Linked DNA regions of Mus musculus: regions 1, 2, 3, 5 and 6 are each linked to region 4. Evidence: chromatin contacts called from public ChIA-PET and HiChIP or PLAC-seq data. All regions are on one chromosome and are shown on one strand. Each heading gives the region's core, a stretch centred on a gene start, on an enhancer-like site or on the middle of the called end of the contact. The rest is flanking DNA. Distances are from core to core; before and after follow the strand shown.

Region 1 (3,643 bases), core at 1,046-3,545, 820 kb before region 4:
CTTCTGCAAACAGCTCTCTTTGTATTGAGTCCCCTTATGTGCTGTGCTCAAACCTGCATCCTTACCACAAATCTAGCCCTCTCCCTCCCAGGAATCTCTCCTTGTTTCTTCCCCTTCACCCTCAATGAGGGTCTCTCCTCTCTCCTCACTCTGCTTTGCTTCAAGCTGTAATCCTAGAAGTTTCCCCGAGGAGGCAGCCTCTAAGGATAGCTGGAATAAAGCTGGCGACGTGGGAAGCACCATAAGCTGAAACGGCGCTCACAGCCACAGCGTGGCTGGAGGTGGAGGGCAAGCTGATGGAGAAGGGGGTGTCAGAGAAAGCCAGCTGAGAAGGGAGCTGATCAAACCCTTTACAGGCATGCGAAGGGCCTGCACTCCACCCTGTTGGTGGCAGAAACCAAGAACTGGCACAGTGTAGGCGAGAGGTACCACTGGCTATCACGTGAAGAATGGATTGGAAAGGTATAAATTAATTATTTATTACCAACCTCCCGGCAACCAGAGAGGTGCAAAATGGGAGACCAGCTAAGAAGACTAAATACACAAAGTGCCTTGCAGATGCAAAGCACACAGTCAGCAAAAACACAGATGTGTGTGTAATGTGTGTGCATGTACGTATACACGCAACCAGGGCCTTGCTACTTAGCCCAGACTGCCTTCAAACTGACCAGGACTGCCTTCACCACCTCCACCACCACAAACACACTCGCCCTTACTTTGTCCTACATAGATTTTCCTTTCCATCCCAAGGCACCAATGGCAACCAGGGTCTGGAGAAATTTGCAGATGTCACCATTGCATGAGAGTGCTAAGGGCACCCTGTGGCTAGACGCTGCTGAATATACAAGTTACAGGACAACTCCACCACACAGGCAACAGAATCACCCAGATTACAGGTCTCCTGGCAAGGATGGCAAGTCTGGGTTGTCAGCTTCAGTTGAGGCACTGCCTCCATCAGATTGTGGGAATGTCTGTGAGTGTGTGTTCTTGAGTATGACCTGAGAGAGGAAGGCCCAGCCCACTGTGGGTGGAGCCATCCCTAGGTAGGTGGTCTACCTGTGTAAACAAGGGAAGCTGAGTAAGGCAAGAGAAGCAAGCCAGTAAGCAGCATCCCTCCATGGTTTCTACTTCAGTTCCTGCCTCTGGGTTACAACTTGAGCTGCCTTAATGATGGGCTATAACCTGTAAGATGCAAGAAGCCTTCTCCTCCGACAGTTGCTTTTGATCTTGGTTTTATTACAGAAGTAAACTAATGCACTGTCCATAATAGACAGTTACATGAAGCACATACTAAACTAGACTAACTTTGATGGAGCCCTGCAACTTGATCCAATTAAGGACACCCGGCAAATTCAGCTTAGTGGACAGATACCCAAACTGATGTACTTATTGATTCAATTACCTTCACTTTGAGAAGATCAATAGTGTCCTAATCTAGCTCTCTGCTTCTTGGATATTTCTGCCTTATTTAAGGCATTCCTTCCCCACAAACGAACTACAGGACTTAAGAGCAATTGCCACTTAACATAAAAAAAAAAAAAGTGTTACCGATACCGAAGAAAGCTGCCTCCTCACTACACATCAAAGCAAAACACTGATGTAAGGAAGGAAACAAAGATGGAAAAGATTTGAAATGGACGCCTCTAAACGGCACAGCTCAGGATGGGAAATGACTGAAGCCCACCCTTTCAACAGTCCAGGTCCAGGATACAACTGTGAACTCCTAGCTAAAAAAGGGGGAGCAGGGGAGGCTATGTCCGAAGATAACATACACAAAATAAAGTCTACGTGCCCAAGATCTACCTCCTTCCATACCATGAGTTCAACTGTCCCTTCCCTAACCTTAGACTTCCTGGGAGCCCCCGGGAAGCCCCCGAATCAGCAAATCCTGACAACAGCAAACATTCCTCGCCGCACATCTTCCCGAGGCTCATCTCAGTCCCTCTGTGGGCTTCACCATCCGCTCCCTCTCCATGTTTATCACCCCCTTGTGCTGAAATCAAGACTTCATTACCAGGGTTACCGACTGCTACCCCCGACTTTCACCCCACCCCGGCGCCTGTGGGTCTCGGGCTCAGTCGTCGCTGCCCAGGCCTCTAGCACTTACCAGGTCTCCGCCTCCCATGATGGTGGAGACGGTTCTTCAGTCTGTGGACCTGAAAGATTCAGCGAAGGCAGAGAGGAAACCTAGGGAAACAGTTCAGAGACGGCCTCTCGGGACCTAATCCCTACAGGAACCAGCTGCCCTTTTCCCCGCCCGCTCTAGCTCGCACTTCCGGGGTGGTGTCATATGACTGCGTCAGCGTCTCGGCTCGATGACGTTTGGTATGAGCGCTAAGTCTACGTGAACCTAGAGTCGCAAGTACTTTCTACCCTCCGTCAGTTTTGGTGGCCTCTTTTTGGTTGCCTCACGTAAGCCCCTGGCCCCAACTGTTGAAAAGCCATAGGCGGGTTCTGTTGCCTTGGCAACGCATCAGGGCTCTGCCGTAGAAGCGAGACAGTGTAAGACCTCAGTATCTGCCAACTTAGGCCGCCTCCCCATCTCACCGCTACACCAGGGTTTCCAAACCAGCTTTTCGGCCAGCTCCCTCATTCCCGGCATGTTTTATAGAAATAGATGCTATCAAACAAAATCCCAAAAGCCAGATGTCATGGCACACCCCCAGTCATCTCCCACGCTTGGTAGATGGAAACTGGCCAGCTCTGGCACAAAGTTTGAGATCATTCTGGTCTGGAAATACCTATTTTTATTATTTTATTTATTTTTGTTTCCTAGACAGTGTCTTTCTATGTAAAACCCTGGCTATCTGGGGACAGTGTAGATCAGGCTGGCCTTGAACTCAGATCTATACCACTTGCTTCTGTCACCAGAATGCTGGAATTACAGACTTGCTAAACTATAGCCAGCTTGTGTCTTTATTTTTATTTTTTAAGATTTATTTATGGGCCTGTCAGTAGTGGCACACGCCTTTGGTCCCAGCACTTGGGAGGCAGAGGCAGGCAGATTTCTGAGTTCAAGGCCAGCCTGGTCTACAGAGTGAGTTCCAAGGACAGTCAGAGCTACACAGAGAAACCTTGTCTCAAAAAAAAAAAAAAAAAAAAGAAAGAAAGAAAGAAAGAAAGAAAAGAAAAGAAGAAGAAGAAGAAAAGATTTATATATAAATAAGTACATTGTTGCTGTCTTTAGACACAACAGAAGAGGGTATCAGTTCTCATTATGGATGAGTTTGTGAGTCACCAGGACCTTTTTTATTTTGGTTTTTCAGAGACAGGGTTTCTCTGTGTAGCCCTGGCTGTCCTGGAACTCACTCTGTAGACCAGGCTGGCCTCGAACTCAGAAATCTGCCTGCCTCTGCCTCCTGAGTGCTGGGATTAAAGGCGTGTGCCACCACCCACCCCCCCACACCCACCCCCGGCCACCAGGACCTTTTGAAGAGCAGTCAGTTGTCTTACCCACCAAGCCATCTCGCCAGCCCTTGTGTTTTTATTTTTGAGTTGTTAGAATTAAAGAACTGGAGTGATGGCTCAGCCATTAAGAACACTGGCTCCGAGCTGGTCGTGGTGGCACATGCCTTTAATTCCAGCACTCGGGAGGCAGAGGCAGGTGGATTTCTGAGTTTGAGGCCAGCTTGGTCTACAAAGT
Region 2 (3,433 bases), core at 363-2,862, 570 kb after region 4:
ATGGGACCGACTAAGGTCAATTGGGATGGTAAAATTTACACCATGGAAATTGGCAAATGCTGTAAATTTAGAACCTTTCCCTATTCTGGGAGCCACATTTTAGGAAGGTGGAGAAGATCTTTGGTGGATGGTGTGGGTTCTCTGAGACTATGGCTGGTGGAGGTAGATACCTGAGGTGTAGGCTTAGAAAGCAGGCAGGTGGGAGGAGAAGCTGGAATAGATATTTGCTTTCTAAAATATACTTAGAGAGGCTGATTCTATCCATCCATCCATCCACACATCCATCCATCCATCCATCCATCCATCCATCCATCCATCCATCCATTCCTCCATCCCTCTCTCCCTCCCTCCCATCAACACTTTTTACTTACACCCAAAACATCTGAGAGGCAGAGGTGTAAGAACAAAATCCTGCTTCCCATGAGTTCATAGCCAGCAGAGGTGGACCCCACTATATACCTTCCACAGCTGGATCTAGATCTAGGGTGCAATGCACGCTGGGCAGGAGAGACAGATAAAGATGCTGCTGGCTGTGGTGTGGCTTGGAGGGGGTGTGAGGACAGCACCAGGGAACCTTCACTTTTTAAAGTCAACCCCTTGTGGCTTTGAGGCTGGTGAGCGGAACTCTAGGAACTTGGCCCCTCCAGCCCCAGCCGAGTCTGACTCTGCAGCCGAGATTTAAGATGTGTAACTGGGGTGTCTGGAGCTGGACTCCCCTTGGCACTTTGCTATAGTAGACACTGAGGCTTGCCTGGTAGAATAGCTTGTTATAGAGAGGGCTGTGGTGTGTGGGCTTTGTTTTAGGGGCTGTGCTGTGCTGGCTACAGTTTCTCTACGTGGAGTGCCCCCTGGGCCACTCAATTTTATGTTAGTCATTCACCCTTTAACCTGCAAGAGGCACAAAACCTGGGATGTGTAGGAGGGAGGAAGGGAGGGAGGAAGACAGACAGAGACAGACAGACAGATGACAGGCAGAGACAACAAGAGGCAGAGGTGGCAGCTAGTATTTGTATTGCACTATGCACAGCACAGTTTCCATCAGTTTCACTCTTCTCGTGAGCAAGGAGATTCAAATCCTGGTTTAACAGGACAGAAAGGAGGGACCCAGAGTGGGAGCAGGGTGTCCTGAACTCTCTAAAGAGAATTTTCTTAGTCCCCAGAGGTGCCAGAGAACATCACCCATCCCTACCAGCTGAGAACGTGTTCTATCCAGGCATCAAGGTCAGTCTACCAGGCTGTTCATTGCCTGCTGCTTGAGAGGACCCAACTTTATGCCTGTGTCTGTCTTGGCATCCACAGCTGTTCCTTCCCCTGGGTCTGAAAGAGCAGGTACATCCTCTCTCCAATGCCTCATCCAACGGGATGGCATTCTCTGAAAGCAGCCACCAGTTCACACCAACTGCCCTGATTGCTCTGGAAACTCCCCCCCCCCCCCATGACCCCTATCCCCCATGCATGTTCATTGCCCTAGAGTCTGGCTTTGTGTCAGAAGTTTTGACTTCTCTTAAGAGAAAGCTTACTTACCTGGGTCCATGGTGCTCTGGGGGCTGTAGAAATCACACAGGAAGGCTGTGCTTTTGGTTCTTGTCTCTCTCCAGCTAGCCCTCTCTGGCAGGGAGGAAGTGGTAAGAGCCCCTTTTAAGTTGTTCCAGAGCCCCTCCCACTCCTGTCCCACCCCTCAGAGTCTTCCTGGGCCACAAGGTATGTGATAACCACATTCGGCTGTCATAGGATCCTGAATCACTGAGTCGTTTGCCTTCAGAAAGCCCCTGGTAGTAGTGCCTTGTAGAGACTCAGGGAGGAGCTGCTTACATCTGTGAGTGCCAAGCACGCCTGGGTGGCTGCTGTGGGGTGAGATAGGCTGAGGCTCGGGAGTCAGAGGTGTACTTGCATCCTTCTCTTGGTTTTGAATAAAAGTCTCCCTTTCAGTATGAACTTGATCAGTGGCTATTGTCCCAGCAGCCGCCAGGCAGCCCCGACATACACCTGCGCAGCCAGGGTGAGGTCTGTTGAACGGTCCGGCCAGCAAGGCTTCAGTGACACAACCACGAAGTGAAAGTTTGAGTGTTTATTTTTAGTACTTAAGCTAAACATCACAGGACCTAGATGCTAGATATGAGGGTGCCTGGAGCCCCTCGGCTTTCTCTACTAACCGAGAGGACATCAAGTCTAAGTCATTATCCAAACTGGTTCCCCAAGAAGAGATTTTATTTATTTATTTATTTATTTATTTATTTATTTTATTTTATTTTATTTTATTTTATTTTATTTTATTTTTGTCAGTGCCATGATTGTCCTAGAACTTGTTCTGTGGACCTAGCTAGCCTCGAACCCATGGAGATCTACCTGCATCTGCCTCCCGAGTGCTGGTATTAAAGACATATGCCACCATGCCTGGCCTATTTTTATTTTACTTTTTTTATTCTTTGTGACCACACCCATTTTCCCCCACAGGGAAACTGATTGATATATTTATTGGCATTTTTAATTGTTGTGCCTGTGTGGTGTGTATGGTGTGTGTACACACGTGTATGTGTGCGATCGTATGCGTGAATGTGGGGATTTTATGCCATTGCACGTGTGAAGATCAGAGACAATGTCAGGTGTCAGCCTACTTCCATTCTGTTGCAGGTATCACGTCTTTATTGAGTGCCCCATTCTATACTAAGGTGAGCTGGCCTTCTGGGTGCGTGGTCTCTTGTCTCTGCTTCCCATCTCCTTGGGGGACTGCTAGGATGACGAATGCTCATGCTACTGCCAAGCTGCTTATGAGGGTTCTGGGATTTGGACTCAGTTCCTCGTGTTTGTGGGGCAATTCTCTGTTAGCTACTAAGCCACCTCCCCAGTCCAAGGAGTGGGTTTAAAACAAGCATAGAGATCATGTGGGGACTGTGGGTGGCCATTGAGTTCTAGAGCAAATATCTAAATGTTCCATTTCCAGGAGAGACACCTGTAAATTTTTTTATCTCTAGCCACTGATTGTAGACAATTCAGTGAGCGACAGGACCCGACACAGAGCTCAGAATGACTTAGCCCTTCTTCTGTATTAACTAGTTAAAAACAGGGGGCTGGAGAGATGGCTCAGTGGGTAAGAGCACTGACTGCTCCTCCAGAGGTCCTGAGTTCAATCCCCAGCAACCACGCGTTGGCTCACAACCATCTGTAATGGGACCCGATGCCCTCTTCTGGTGTGTCTGAAGAGAGTGACAGTGTACTCATATACATAAGATAAATAAATAGTTAAAACAGTTGCCATGACAACATAACCCTTTAGGCACTCACTTGATACCCTTGCTCTGCTCTGCATACAGGGACTACATTTCCCGGACGACTTTCCCTCTAGCTTCTGGAGAGAATTGGCCATGAGGTTATACTGACAGGTAATGGAAGGTTGAAAGAAAGGAATTCATCTGTGTTTCCTTCCTTTCTTTTA
Region 3 (3,847 bases), core at 107-2,606, 590 kb before region 4:
CACCTGCCAGGACTGAAATGTGTTTGGCAGGGTAGATCGCGGGAGGCCGTGGGACCTGAAGTCACCCATTGCTGGCGGGATCCAAATCCAGGCCAGCAGCCACTAAATCAGGAAGGTCATACCAGCGTCTTCCCATCACTTCTTGTCTACAACTACCCACTAACCCAGGGAAGGGCTCTGGTGATTGGTGCAAATGACTATCAGTCTAGTGTGAGGCCCAGCCCACTCTATCCACCCAGTAGTTACTTACAACTGGTAGAGAATGGTGGTCTTCCCTGCATTGTCCAGTCCCACGATAATGACTTTGTGCTCTGGAGGCATCCAGGGGAAGGGCAAGGTCAGAGCCAACCCGGACGACTGCGGGCGTGGGTGTCCCTAGTAGGCTTCTCGTCCTGGCCTCTTCCTCACCCTCTGCTCTTGTCTGGATGAATGGATGCCTTCTCTCCCGGCTCCACACATCCCTTGGCAATCTCCGAGCTAAAGCTCGGTATCTCAGCTTTCTGTGTGCGCCCCCCCCCCCAATTTCCTAGGATGCTCAGAGAAACGCGGTCCGGGGGACCTCTGTCGAAGACTGTACCGTTTCACTTGCCATCGGACCGGACCCCTGCACCCCTCCTGACCCCCTACCCCACCTCCGTCTACATTTCTAGACAGCGATCGTCTAAAGGGTCCGAAGCACACTGGGCTCTAAATCACAATCTCAGGAAATTGACTTTGGGGGCCCTCAGGGTCGCACACAGCTCAGCTGGGTGGTGGGGTCAGAGGCAGAAGGCTCTCCCACCCCTGTGCACTGGGCACACTGAAGCGCGGGGTCAAGGTGGGGGGCGGGGGGCTTGTGGGAGGAGAGCAGGCAGGAGGCCATGGAGAGTATGGGAGTGCACAAATCCAACTCTAGCAGCGCAAGGTTCCCAGTCAGTCTTCACGGACGACTCCAAAATCCCAAGAGCCCCAGAAGACAGCGGAATCAAAGAGGTCACTGGGCTGCCCGGTGCGCCGCTTACCCTGACTCCCAAAGATTCGCATCAGCTTGGCTATCAGCTGTCCCATGGCACTCCCGGAGCTGGGGGCGGGCGGGGCTCAGCAGCCTCCAGGACCAGAGTCTGGCCCCAAATCTTCAAAGCCCTGCCTGGGGGAGGGCCAGACCCGCTGCTCCTATCAAATGTGCGGAACCCCAAGCGTCACCCTCGAGACCTGGGAATCCCACCGGACGCTGGCTCTTTCTCGGTGCTGAGGGTCTGAGTGGCGTCACCACGAAGACTAGGTATTTGTCTAGGGGCAGGAAAGTGCAAGGAAAATCCCAGAGTCCTCTTTACCCTGAGAAAACTGAAGTTGGAACTATCTGCTTTAGTGTTGCGAGTAGAGTGAGCAATGTGCAAAATGTCTGCTCTTCCTCTCCAAAAGCCACCGCTGGGGGGAAACCCTCCAAGGGCGGTCCAGCTTTCTCACATTGAGACACAGCATCCTCATCTACAAAGTTCAGACTGAAGAACCCTGCAACTCAGTTACAAAACAAACAACAAAGAATCTCAAAATGTTTTGCTAATCCAATCTAGTAATTTTTTAAAACTTTTTGTTTGCTTGTTTGTTTTTGTTTTTTGAGACAGGGTTTCTCTGTGTAGCCCTGACAGTCCTAGAACTCTCTGTAGACCAGACTGGACTCCAACATCAGAGATCCACCTGCCTCTGCCTCCTGAGTGCTGGGATTAAAGGTGTGTGCCACCAAGCCCAGCATTTTAAGATTTTGTGTGTGTGTGTGTGTGTGTGTGTGTGTTTTCACGTGCACGCACGCTGAACCACATGCCATATGTTTAAATACATGTATACCTTTGGAAGCCAGACGAGGTACTCAGATCCTAGCTTGGATACTGGAAACCCAACTCAGGTCCTCTTAAAGAGCAGCAAGTGCTTTTAACTGTTGAGCCCTCTCTCTAGCCCCTAATTACATAGTATTGTAATTTTTCCCATTTTGTGTTAGATGGCATTCACAGCTATCCTTAGCTACATGCAATTGCATGCAACCTGCAGGCCACAGTCTGAGGAGATGGTTCAGCAGTTAAGAGCACGTGTTGCTCTTCCAGAGGACCAAGTTCTGTTCCCAGCAGCCACCATAGACAGATAAGGACTCTCTATTAACTCTGGGTCCAGGGAACTTGTTGCTTCTGGCTTCTGCACTCTGTGCAATACCCACATGCAAATGCACACACCAATATATAATTAAAAGTAATAAAAATAAAAAATTTAAATCACCATGATTGCTGGGCATGGTGGCACACACCTTTAATCCCAGCATTTGGGAGACAGAAGCAGGTGGATCTCTGAGTTTGAGGCCAGCCTGGTCTACAGAGTGAGTTCCATGCCCCTTCCCCATTCCAAAGGAAATGAAACAATAAATACCGAGCCTGGGCTACATAGTGAGATTGTCTTTTACAATCTAAACCAGCCAGTCTCTCTCAGCAGAGGGAAAAGTCTTTTTATTTGTTGATTTGTTTGTTATTTTCAGAGGACCTAAATATATAATCTGTCACCCTGGCTGGCTTTAAACTCCTGAACTCCAGCAATCCTCCTGCCTCAAACTTCTGAGTGGCCTTCTGGCCTCACAGGCTCCAGCAGCAGGTAGACCCAACAGTGGGTTTGTGGGTCACGAGGAAAGTAGCAGCCCCAGCAGGAAGAGGGAGAAAAAAAACCAATGTGTTGTTTGTGAATTTCACAACCTGGGAGAAACCCAGAAAAAAATCTAAAGAGAAGTGAAAAAAGGCACGTTGACCTTTGGCTGGAGTCCCAGACTCCGTATTTTCTCTTTGGTCCTGAGAAAATTGGAAATCTTTGATATATTTCTCCAGCACTACAATTCAAGGCAGACTCCAAGAAAGAGGCTGTAGTCATCACATCACACTGGAGCATCCTCCTAGGGCCCCTATGGCTGTCTGCCCTCTGCTAAGGCAGCACCCCCAGCGGGGGGGATTCACCTCTACCTCTACTGCGCTCGGGCCCTCCCTCCTCCTCATGTCTTACCAACCTTTCTTTTTTGTTGTTGTTGTTGTTGTTTGTTTGTTTTTGTTTTTCGAGACAGGGTTTCTCTGTGTAGTCCTGGCTGTCCTGGAACTCACTTTGTAGACCAGGCTGGCCTCGAACTCAGAGTGCACCACCACGGCTGGCCCAACCTTTCTTAAAGACAGTTCAGGGTCCATGACTCCCCACTCCATCAGCTTTGGCTGGCTCTCTGTTGCCCACTGAGTTCAAAGCAACTTCCTTATGTGGCCTTTGAGAGCCTCCATAAACAGCCCCTGCGTGCCTACTTCAGCAGTATTTACATCCACTGGTCCTCACTCAGGCCCCGGTCTTAGCCAGATCTCTCACCAGTGCCCGTGCTTCAATGTCTCCTCTGCTTTGAAAGGGAAACACCTGGCAGCCTTTAACTGGGATGCTTGTGGTAAGCAAAGACAAACAGAACCAACCCTTGGAAGCTCACCTCTGGCCTCCACAGACCCACCCAGGCACATATGACACACACCTTCATCCCATTCCTCTTGGTGGACAGAGCTAGAACAACACAGAATTGAAGACATGATCCACACAGTCCATCAGGGCTGATTCCATGTCAGCCCCAGGAAGGGAGCTGGGGTTGGGGCTGGGAGGCTTGACAGGGGCACAGAAGGTATTTGGAGAAATCACCCAGTGTTTGAGGCATGGCTGCCATCTGGTTCCTAGGGGAAGAAAGGCGTCCTGCTTTGTCACCCAGTTGCAGAATTGAAAGTGACATTCGGCAAGCTGGGGGCACACTGAGTGAACAGAACAGAACTGCGGTGGTGGCTGGAGAGGGCTCAGTTAGGAAGGGTTGAGAGTGGCT
Region 4 (3,536 bases), core at 123-2,622:
CTCCATTACACAGCCCTACAGTGGCACAGCTATAGACACAACTCCCTCACACTGCGGTTCAGTAGTGCCAAACCTCTGGCTGGATCCCAGGACTGCAAGACCCTCCACTCCTTTCTGGCTCTAACAGGGCATCTAAGAGAGCCTAGGTGACCCCACGGGAACTGTCTTCCTAAAGCCTAAGTGCTAGTTGTCTTTTAAAGCAGGTTAGGAACTTCAGGAGACTGCTGCACCCTCTTTCACCATCCTCCCAAAAGTACTCCTGAGACTTTCCTGTGGCTTTGTGTATTTCCATTAGGACACAACTGACCTTTCTCCCAGAAGTGAAGAAATAGGAGACTGGCAGGGGCAGAAAGGTCTGGGGTGACCAGACTGAAAACTGCTACCACAACTGGCAGGTAGCTGGTGTGATTTCATAATCTGCCTCAAATCAGAGCCTGAAGCAACTCCGTCCTGTTAACCACTTTTTTTTTTTTTAAACTTTTGGCTATGGTATAGCTCTTTGCCTCTTTTCCATGCAGGCCCAAGCCAGTCTGTCAGACACTCATGCCAAGACCAGATTACCACCCCCATCTCCTCCCTCCCGCCTTCCCCCCCTCCCCGCGGCGTTAACCATCCGGTAAGCACTTCCCAAATCCCTCCCCAGTTTAAGACTTGCCCTTTATACAGCAAACCTGTTCCCAAGGGATCCCAAGAGGGAGTTCATGCAACACACAATGTCGCTTCCACTCGGCCCACCCTCAATCTGCAGAACCACGGTTGTCCTCGCCAGCCCGACTCCTGGACTCAGGAAAGTGGGTGTGGAAAAAAAAGCAAGCCTCCACGAGTCAGGAGCGAGGGAACGGTGTCCTCGATATCTTGGGAGTATGTGTATGAGAACTCCTTCCACGGGGCCTCCCGCTTCTGCTCTGCAGCCTGGTACCTCGCACTAGCAGTCTGGCCGGGTTCGGGGCCCAACCCCCATCTCCACGCATTCACTCAACCCTGGAGGCAGCCAAACCTTTATCCCTTAAGTCCAGCCGTTCCCCGCCTCCCACCCCCAGCTGCAGCGCTCCTCCCGGATTATCACCCCCGGCCCCCTGCTCCCACTTTCCTCTTTTGGCACTCCTTCGCCTGATGCACGCACTCTCCACCCCCAGCCACCCAGCTCAGGTCTCCTCCTGCGCGGACGCCTCCCCAGCAGCAGCCTTCTCTCCCGGCTCTCCAACCCGTGGAGCCTTCGGGCTTCACCACTCCGATGCCACCCGTCTGGACTCACCGCGCGGGGTTGGAGGTCGAGGGCCCGGGAGAGAGCCCGAGAACCCGGGCCGCGGCCGCTCCAGCAGCTGTAACAAACCAGCGGCGGTGGCTACCCCGCTGGCAGCTCTGGCCGAATCAGCTCCCCGAGCCGGGGCGGTGACGTCACTACCACGCGCCTATCACGTTGTGCCTCTTGGGAAGTGTAGTTTCTAGGCTGCCTCCTCACCGGCCCGCCCGGCGCCTCCTGGGAGTTGTAGGCTTTTCCCTGGTCTAGCTTTTGATCCCACCGCGAGCTTTGGCACCCCGCAGAACGTCCCACCCTGACGCAATAGTGAGATCAGATGCTGTCTCTTTGGTGCGTTAACAATTGTAGCTTTTGCATCTGCGCCCTTCACGTGTTGCACAAGCGGTTTGTCCATGTCCCATCTTGTAGTCGAAGACTTAAGAGTTTTAAGTAACCTGCATTAAGGCCCTGCTAAGATAGCCTGACCCTAAATGCAGAGGTTGTTTTGGTTTGGTTTTTTCCTAACCGTCGCTGCCTGGGCCCCGGATTATCTCCAGAAGCCGAGAAACACTACCCTTTGCCCCGAAGGAGCCCCATTCACTCCCGGGATTACATTTTTCAGGACTTTAGTTGGGTACATGTGTTCAGGGTAGAGACAGGAGCCTGTGGGCATCTTTGGCCCACCTAGTCTTTATGCTTAATCCTTGCTGGTGTAGGTCTGGCCACTCCTGGATCTCCTCCCTACATCAGGTATAAAATAGGATTTATGTCATAGGACGAGACCTTACTAACGTGAGGAGCTTTGAGCTTCTGTCTGAGGTTAATACGTGTAGCTTTAGGTAGGGAGCCTCATTTCTGCAACTTTCATGTCTGGAAGCTCTGAAAAGAAGGGCACAGACTTTATTGCTAGGTACATATAGTGTATGTACATCTTTATTGGCAGAGTAAGCCTGGACAAATGACTTGTCTTAATCTCAGTTTTACAGCTGTCAAAACTTACTCCCAAGGTTGCTTTGATATTTCAAAAGAATGTCATACAAAGCACTTCTTATCTTGTAGGAACGCAACTAGAGTGTTCTTTGGCTCTCCTAGGTCACTCCCACTTTCCACGTCAACAATAGAGGGCCTCCTTTTAGTTGTTTCTACTTCCCCCGCCCACCTTCTCAGTCTCGTGCCCATAAACCCTGGCAAGGCTGGAATGACAGGAATAGATGACGTAACAGATGCCAGCCTGGCTGGCTGTATATGCGCGACGGACTGAACATGCGAGGACTGGAAGGAGAAGGCCTGCCCGGACAACCTGGGGAGCTTTTTCCTTAGACCCGCCCATCATCAGGGAGCTGCCAGAGGGGGTGGGGGCGGGGAGGAATAGCTGTCTCCGGCCGGAGGCGGAGCCCTGGAAGCCAGGAGTGAGTGTATATCTATCTGACTTACCCTGAGAAGTAAAAATGGGCAGCTTCTCAAGTATTCCAGAGGCAGGGGCCCTTCAGATCCGAACATCTAACTAACCGTCCTTCAGCCTCTGTGAGACTGAAGAAGCCTCACAGAGACACCCCCACACTTCCACACTCCCACACCGCACCTCCACCCCCTATTCCCTCCTGCTCAGCCTTAGAGCCAAAACAATGGGGGGGGGGGTGTTTTTGTTTTTGAGTTTTGTTTTGTTTTTTTTCCAAAATGAACTTGCCGGATTCCTTTGATTTTTTTTTTTTTTTCCTGGAATTCTTCCATTGTCCATCAAGTTGGTTGAGCTCTGGATCTTTGCCAGTTTTCTCCCATCTCTGTGAAGTTCAGGGACCAGACAGGGTCTACATCTCAACAAGGCACTCTGACTAATGCAGACTCCATTGGCAAGGTCACTGGCTATGTCATGGCCTATTAATAGCTCCTGTTATCAAGTTGTTTTTTTTTTTTTTCTTCCACAATGGGAATGAACAAAGTTCTGGTTCTTTCTGCCTTGTGGTAAGTTATGGATCACATTCCACTCGAGTTAACTCGAGTCCCTGTCACCATCTCCTCTAATTCATTGCCTCAAGACAACCAAGTCTTCCTCTAGCTGTGACGCCTGAGCACTGTTCAGGAAGAGTGAAAGCACAAGGCACCGGGGAACACGCAATCCCTGGGACAAAAGATTGACACCGTGTGCCAAGGAACTAAATTGTCCATGCCCTGAAGGCATGACTGTATCCACATCTAAGAAAGCAAACCCATTTACAGCACACGGCTCCGTGTGAGAGGTTGTGTATCCCAGCAATGTCTCTAGCAGTGAAATCCTGAGAGCCATGTAAGTGCCCAA
Region 5 (3,369 bases), core at 223-2,722, 530 kb before region 4:
GTGGGAGGTGGAATGTAAGCGACAGCCTCCCCCACCTCTTTCAGTGCCCGCAGTCTGGGCTCCGCCTGCCTTCATAGGAGAATAATTTATTCATTGTGACTCCCGCAAGAGTAACAATCATAGATAATTAGGGTTAATTATGACATTCATTAATTACGATGACTTCTTCTTTTGATTCTGCCCTCTCTCCTCCCCTCTCCTGGTTCTCCAAGCGGGGGGTGGGGCTGCCTCTGGCTCTGGAACCGCAACACTCCGGGTCCCCGCCCGCCACCGACGGCCCGCGCTGCCGCAGCCCCCAGCGCCGGCTTGAAAGCTGCGCACCCGGGGCCGCAGCCTTTCGGGCCCCCAGCCTAACCGGTCCGCGAGGTGCGTGCCAGGCTGCTGTGGGTCAGAGAGGGACGCCGGAGACACACAGAGGAGCACGTAGGGAAGCAAAGAGAAGCGGAGAGTCTGCACGCTCCGAGGAGACGGTTGTGGCTAGGAATTCAGAGGCAGGAGAGAGGGGGCCCCGGGGAGCCGCAGACAGCGATGTGGCGGCCCCGGGAGGGTGCGCCCCGCACGCACACACGCGCGCGTACACCGGCCCACACCCGCTACACACGGCCACACACGCCCTGCGCCTCCGCTGCGCCGATTCCCTCCAACAAAGCCGAGTTACAACCGCCCAGGAGGGAGCCGGAGCGCGTCGGCGCCTCGCGCGTTCTGGCGGGTCGTGCTCGTGTGATCTGCTCCTTGGGTCCCCTCGTCGCGAACCCTCTCCTCCTTCCCCGGCACGGCGCGCAGCCTTAGGAATCACGCGGGCCCGGTTTAGCTTCCGTAACCCCAAAGGGACCCAGCCACTGTGATCAGCGCTCCAAGTCAGAGATGCCCGGGCGGGGCCAGGCCTCGCACCCCACGACTTACCTTGGTTTCTTGGAGGGTGGAGACGGTCCCTGGGGGGGTATGGGTGGCCGCGTCATCCGGTTCATTCTCCTTCTCGCTCATTTCGGTCATGGTTGGGGTATAAAGGAAGAGAGGGTGCGGAGACCCGACGGCAGGCCCGCTGGGGTCAGGCTGTGAGTGGCGGGCGTCTCTTTGGGACTCTCAAGCCTTTCTCCAGGGGCAGCTCTTCAGTGACCCCAGGAGAAACCCTCCCAGGCAAAGCAGCCCCCTAACCCCAGGCACCAGGGGAGAAAGTTGTCGGTGTGGCAGGGGAGAGGGAGGCAATTACCCCGAGCCGCGGAAGCTGGACGACCCGGGGTGTGAGGACCAAGGGTCTGCAGAGGATGCTGCGCTCCGCGGGAGGAGGAGGGAAGTAGGGATGCGCGGATGTGCAAAGCCAGGGAACGACCGAGCTGTCCGAGTCCGGCCGGCTCCGCCGTCCTCTGCGCCCGCCCCCCATCTCCCTCCCCCTCCCCGCGCCGGCCCCAGCCTTGCACCCGGCGGCCCCTCCGCCCAGTCCTAGCCTCCCAACTTTGATTTAGGAGGTCGCCTGGTCCCTCCCCCTTCCCTCCGCCACTCCCCCGCGCAGCTATGCAAATGAAGGTTCTCAGCTATTGGCTGCGGTGGTGGCTAGGAGGGCCAGCTGGGTGGAGTCTTGGGGGGCTCGACAAGATGGGGAGGGGTTTGGAGGGTAAAGAAGCGGAGGGGTAGTTTTACAATGGAAAGCCCGAAATGGGGGCCGATAGGTGGGGAGACAAAATTGAAGGAGGGCTGGGACAATGATACTAGAGTCTGGAAATGCAAATAATTCGAGGATGCCGCAGAATAGCCGAGAGGAAAATCAAAGTTACAGCGTTCTGATAGTGCACATTGGAAGATGCCGCACCTTGACAGAGAAAAAGACCCGCTCGCCCCATTAACTTGATGCCTTTCTAGAATCTCATCAAATTATACATACCACTACTAGACTTATAGACGCTCCCTGAAGCAGAGAACAGGCTGTTTTGTGTGTGTTTATGATCCGCGTGCTCTTATGTCTGACTGTATGAGAAGCGCACGTGTGAGTTTGGTTGGCAGAGGTTAGCTTCCAGTTCCATTCCTCAGGAGCCATCTACCAAGAAATTTGAGTCTGAGTCTCTCATTGTAAGCCAATTTGGCTAGAGTGGCTGGCCGTGGAGCCCCAGAAATCCTGTCTACTTTCCCAGTGCTGTGGATTTGGCCCTTTTAAATAGAGGCTGGAGATTAAAGTCAGGCCCTTATACTTGAATGATTTTAAACTATCCTAGCGTGCCGGGGCGTGGTGGCACACACCTTTAATCCCAGCACTTGGGAGGCAGAGGCAGGAGGATTTCTGAGTTCAAGGCCAGCCTGGTCTACAGAGTGAGTTCCAGGACAACCAGGGCTACACAGAGAAATCCTGTCTCAAAAAACCAAACCAAACAAAACAACAACAACAACAAAAAACTATCCTAGCAGTCTACATTTTTTATTTTTGAGACAGGGTCTGTCTATGTCTCCCAGGTTGGCCTGGAATGCACTATGTAGCCCAGGCTGGCTTCAAACGCATCATCTTCCTGCTGCAGTCTCCCTAATGTTAAGGTTACAGACTGAAGACACCTTAATGAGTCAAAAGTGAAGCCAAACCAGGCATGGTGGTGCATGCCTATAATACCAGCAACCGAGAGCCAGAGGAAGCCATATCTCTCTGTGAATTTCAGGCCAGTCTCATCTACAAAGTAAGTTCAGACCAGTTAAGATTATAGTGAGATCCTATCTCAAAAGAAAAAATAGCCGGGCGGTGGTGGTGCACGCCTTTAATCCCAGCACTTGGGAGGCAGAGGCAGGTGGATTTCTGAGTTCCAGGCCAGCCTGGTCTACAGAGTGAGTTCCAGGACAGCCAGGGCTACACAGAGAAACCTGTCTTAAAAACTAAAAACAAAAAACCAAAATCAAAAACAAAAAAATAAAAAATAAAAATAAAACAAAACTCAAACTGAAAAAAAGGCTAGGGCAGACAGCTTTTCGTTGTGGATGGAAAATCAGGCAACCATGAGCCTTAGTTTTCCTGTCTGGACTTGAGCAGAAATGGACTTCCATTATCATCCAGGAAGTCTCCAAACCTCTCTAAGTTAGGCTCTTCTAAAATCCTGCAACACCTGAAATATGGTCACCCATAGGCCCTGGTGTTCTCTCCCCACTCAGTCTGAAGGTGCTTCCTCTTATTCCTCTTCCTCTTCTAAAATATCTTTATTCTTATTTTATGTGCATTAGTGTTTTGCCTACATGTGTAGGTGTGAGAGTGTCAGATTCCCTGGAACTGAAGTTACAGACAGTTGTGAGCTGCCACATGGGTGTTGGGAATTGAACCCAGATCCTCTGGAAGAGCAACCAGTGTTCTTAACCACTGAGCCATCTCTCCATCCCCTAAAGGTGCACCTTCTAATGCAT
Region 6 (3,700 bases), core at 626-3,125, 700 kb before region 4:
AAACCCTGTCTCGAAAAACAAAAACAACAACAACAAATAAAAAACCCCAAAACAACAACAACAAAAAATTGTGAAGCAGGGTGGTGGTGGGAGGCAGAGGCAGGCAGATCTCTGGGTCTGAAGCTAGCCTGATCTACAAAACTATTTCCAGAACACCAAGGACTACCCAGAGAAATCCTGTCTCAAAAACCAAACAAACAAATGACTATAGTTGCGCTTTACTTCAGATTTCAGTGAAATTTCAGATTAGTAATTGTGAAAATGGCTACCTTTACACAATATGTTTATTTTTATAAAACACAGCTAAGTGAAAGAAAACTAAATTCACTCATGTATTTTGGTGTTTATATTACTGTGAAAATTGTATTTATGTATTCATTTTCGACAAAAAAGTAAGGACTCATACTATTTTGTAATCTTATTACAATTTAATTCAATGCCAATACATGTATTTCTACAAGAATATGTATTTTAATATCCTCATGTAATTCCAAGTGGAAGAATTCTGATTGACTTAATTAAAAAGGTTGTTATTAATTTTAATTTTTCTTTTGTTCTCTTTCTTTCTTACCTTTTTTTTTTTCCTTATTTTCTCTGTGTAATAATGCTGGCTGTCCTGGGACTCACTCAGTAGACCAGGCTGGCCTCACAGAGATCCAGTCACACAGATCCATCTGCCTCTGCCTACCAAGTGTTGAGATTAAGGGCGTGCAACACCACTGCCATGCTTACTACAGAATTTTCAAGTATTTTTACTATAATAAAACATAAATTTGCTTTTTCTTCCAGAAACTTCCATCCTAGTCAGACTAGTGTGGGGCTAAACAACCTCCTCCCAGGGGTCTTTATCACCTATTAAGGGTATAGACATAACGTGTATGTATAATTTTTCACTTAAATCTCTGAGAGAAAAAAAACAAAAACCAACTGATCCCAGTTATTTCAAAACTTAGACTCAACTGGCGAACAGCTATAGTCCCAGCAACAAGGGAGACAAAGGCTGAGTTCGAGGTCAGCCTGGTCTGTGGGAGTCTAACAGTGCAAGTCCCACAGCAGCTGGGGTGGTTTCACAAAGAAACACTGTAGTGGAAACAAACTAACAAACAAACAAAAAGCCAACAAAACAAAAGAAAACAAAACCCCAACATTTAAGTCTCCCTTTCCTCCCTCAGACCTATTTTAGGGGTGGAGGAGCGCAGGATTTTGTGGAAACAGTACCTATTTCCTACCAAACTCTTCCTGCTTTCCCCTTAGCCTGAAGGTACGAAGCGCACAAGCCCTGTGACAATGGGATACAGTTTTTCCCTTGTGGCTCCCCGGCGGGCGTGGAACTCTCGAGCCTCCTGCCTCGGCCTCCGAGGAGCCGGTGACAGGCAGCACTGCCCCGCCCACGCACCGAGAACGGGGCGGGTCTAAGGGCGCCGACCTCGTCCCTGCCCCCACACCCTCTTCCGGAGGGGAAAAAATACCCCAGCAAGTCACCGCGCTTTGTCTTAACGTTCCTTTGCCAGCGCTAAACACCGCCAAAGAGGTCACCTAGGGAACCAGAGCAGAAACTGGCCCGCATAAAAATCAAATAGGACCTGCTGAAAAACACGCAATTATTTCTACCGGAAGTACTGGGGAATATAAAACACTTGTTACCACAGATTTCGACAGTTTTTCCGGCTACAGTATCACAGGAAAGTGGGATTTAGTCGTCTCGTCCCACCATCCTCAGATTTCACAAATACTTAAAAATAAAAATAAATAAAAAATTAAAAAAAAAAATCTCCTCAGGCTTTTCCCGCCAGATAATGGGGGCGGATCCTGCTCCGCTCTCTCCGCTCCGCCCCGGAGCTGCGTCCTCAGCTCTCGGGCGCCCCCGTCGCCTCAAGTAGATTTTAGAATTCTCCCAGGAGCCCCAGCGGGAGGAGGCTCCGCCCCCTCATGAATATCGAGCAGCCTCGCCTCCTCTGCCCCTCCCCTCATGAATATTCAGAGATCTCCCGGGAACCCTGCGGGCGGAGCCTCACCCTCTCAAGAAAGGATGAGACGCCGGGATCCTCGGCTCTTTTGCCTCCTCTCTTGAATCGCTCGGAGCACTCCCAGGAGTCCACGCACGGGAGGAGGCCCCACCCCCTCGCGAATAGAAAGAAACCTCGGCTCTTCAGTCTTTCCCTTATGAATACCCAGAACCTTCTCGGGAAACGCCCCCAAGCAGGCCACGCCCTCTCATGAATACTAAGCAGAGGCTCCCATGGTGCCCTCCTGTTCAGGGATGTTATTCGGAGTGAGGCCCTTAAAAGCCCGTGCTACCTCCATTTTAGACACCAAGTTGCTGAACGGGAGAAACGGGAGCTCTTATGGTAGGGTAAGTGGGGAGGCTGTAAATGGAGATCTCAAACTTGGAGGAGTTATACGCTCCACTACGTTTTTTTACACTCAGGTTTTAAAAAAAAGATTTTATTTACTTTACGTTTAGGAGTCCACTTTTGCTGTCTTCAGACACCCAGAAGAGGGCATCAGTTCTCATCACAGATGGTTATGAGCCACCATGTGGGTGCTGGGAATTGAACTCAGGACCTCTGGAAGAGCAGTCAGTGCTCTTAACCACTGAGCCATCTCTCCATCCCTACACTCAGTTTTAAGGCAGTTTCCGATTCACTCTTCCCCTGGGCCAACAGGATCTGTCACAAGAGCTTTTCATTAAAAAGTTGTTAGATGCCTGGTGTGATGGCATTTCCCGATGGAGGCAGGAGGCTAAACCAGCCTAAGCTACTTGAGAATCTGGCTCAACCACCCCACCCCCAAAGCCCTTAATATTAAATTCTCATTTATTTACAGATTCTGTGTCTTTTTCTTTTCTCTTTTTCTTTGAGACAAGGTCTTGTTGGGTAGTGCTAGGCTAGCCTAAACCTCTGACTCTTGCATGAGCCAGTTACAGTGCTGGGATTACAAAAATCATGATCCAGTATGCAGGGCTTGATTCAGATGGAAGCCTGCAGTGGGGCAGGCTGTCTGGGAGGCCTTAAAGATATAACAGAATGATACATATTATTTGAGACTGGGTCTCTTGTAGTCCAGGCCTCCTAGACTCCTCAGGTACATAGGCATATATATTCAGGAAAAACACCTATCCACATAGAAACACAAGAAAACCAAACAACCAGTTAAAGTAGATAACAGATACCCTGACTTCCCTGGGTTGGAGTAGCCTAGCGGTAGAATGCTTGCCTAGAACACACTGGAGCCTAGTTTCCACCCCTAGCATCCTCAAAGTCCTGACTTCCCTCTTCTAAATCTTCCTCCAGGTTTCTTTTGGAAATCTGTACCTCTTAGATGTTGGGAGCATTAGCATTAGTATGTACTTAGCAGATGTGAGGTCCCAGGTTCAAACCCCCACCCTACCCCCAAAAAGCAAAAAAAAAAAAAAAAAAAAAAAAACCCACTTTACATGACTTTTTCTGTAGCCATACTTACTTCCCCAAGTGGTGCTGTAACCTTGAGATGACCTGTCTCGTATCTCATTTACTAAATTAGGACAGATACTTCAGTACTACCTGCCCCCTGCCTTCCTTATCCTGTACCTTAATTCTTGTACTCAAACAGCAGATGAAATAATAGCTGAAGGAAGGCTTGGGTGCAAACCTGTCATTCCAACTACTTGGGAGGCAGAGGCAGGAGGATCACAAGTTCAAGGCCTTCCTTGGAGACACGG

Evidence for each region. ChIA-PET counts read pairs in DNA pulled down with a chosen protein or histone mark. HiChIP or PLAC-seq counts read pairs in DNA pulled down with a chosen protein or histone mark.
Region 1: a contact with region 4 is called in an H3K4me3 HiChIP or PLAC-seq map of bone marrow-derived macrophages, with 5 times the contacts expected there. The contact joins the promoter of Cwc25 here to the promoter of Ormdl3 in region 4. A contact is called at or near these places in 4 of 39 promoter capture datasets (erythroid cells, hematopoietic stem and progenitor cells, maxillary cranial neural crest and 1 more), 1 of 484 Hi-C or Micro-C datasets (uterus) and 4 of 115 datasets of contacts at active chromatin or transcription factors (bone marrow-derived macrophages, extraembryonic endoderm stem cells, large pre-B cells and 1 more).
Region 2: a contact with region 4 is called in an RNA polymerase II ChIA-PET map of memory CD8 T cells, with 14 read pairs. The contact joins the promoter of Ccr7 here to the promoter of Ormdl3 in region 4. A contact is called at or near these places in 1 of 39 promoter capture datasets (embryonic stem cells), 2 of 115 datasets of contacts at active chromatin or transcription factors (memory CD8 T cells and pancreatic cancer cells) and 1 of 9 other capture datasets (adipose tissue).
Region 3: a contact with region 4 is called in an RNA polymerase II ChIA-PET map of memory CD8 T cells, with 13 read pairs. The contact joins the promoter of Arl5c here to the promoter of Ormdl3 in region 4. A contact is called at or near these places in 1 of 39 promoter capture datasets (liver) and 2 of 115 datasets of contacts at active chromatin or transcription factors (extraembryonic endoderm stem cells and memory CD8 T cells).
Region 5: a contact with region 4 is called in an HNF4G HiChIP or PLAC-seq map of pancreatic cancer cells. The contact joins the promoter of Stac2 here to the promoter of Ormdl3 in region 4. A contact is called at or near these places in 2 of 115 datasets of contacts at active chromatin or transcription factors (extraembryonic endoderm stem cells and pancreatic cancer cells).
Region 6: a contact with region 4 is called in an H3K27ac HiChIP or PLAC-seq map of cardiomyocytes, with 3 times the contacts expected there. The contact joins the promoter of Fbxo47 here to the promoter of Ormdl3 in region 4. A contact is called at or near these places in 3 of 115 datasets of contacts at active chromatin or transcription factors (cardiomyocytes, large pre-B cells and pancreatic cancer cells).

Annotation. Positions count from the first base shown.
Region 1 is chr11:97,764,318-97,767,960 of GRCm38.p6, forward strand. It overlaps Cwc25 (CWC25 spliceosome-associated protein), which reads right to left and starts at 2,296. Exons shown (of 10, transcript NM_026186.4): 1 at 2,108-2,296. The coding sequence starts at 2,125.
Region 2 is chr11:99,153,465-99,156,897 of GRCm38.p6, forward strand. It overlaps Ccr7 (chemokine (C-C motif) receptor 7), which reads right to left and starts at 1,613. Exons shown (of 3, transcript NM_007719.2): 1 at 1,525-1,613. The coding sequence starts at 1,534.
Region 3 is chr11:97,994,817-97,998,663 of GRCm38.p6, forward strand. It overlaps Arl5c (ADP-ribosylation factor-like 5C), which reads right to left and starts at 1,357. Exons shown (of 6, transcript NM_207231.1): 1 at 1,002-1,357; 2 at 251-311. The coding sequence starts at 1,047.
Region 4 is chr11:98,585,873-98,589,408 of GRCm38.p6, forward strand. Ormdl3 (ORM1-like 3 (S. cerevisiae)) reads right to left here and starts at 1,373. Exons shown (of 4, transcript NM_025661.4): 1 at 1,256-1,373.
Region 5 is chr11:98,051,990-98,055,358 of GRCm38.p6, forward strand. It overlaps Stac2 (SH3 and cysteine rich domain 2), which reads right to left and starts at 1,473. Exons shown (of 11, transcript NM_146028.4): 1 at 904-1,473. The coding sequence starts at 993.
Region 6 is chr11:97,882,279-97,885,978 of GRCm38.p6, forward strand. Fbxo47 (F-box protein 47) reads right to left here and starts at 1,876. Exons shown (of 11, transcript NM_001081435.1): 1 at 1,645-1,876.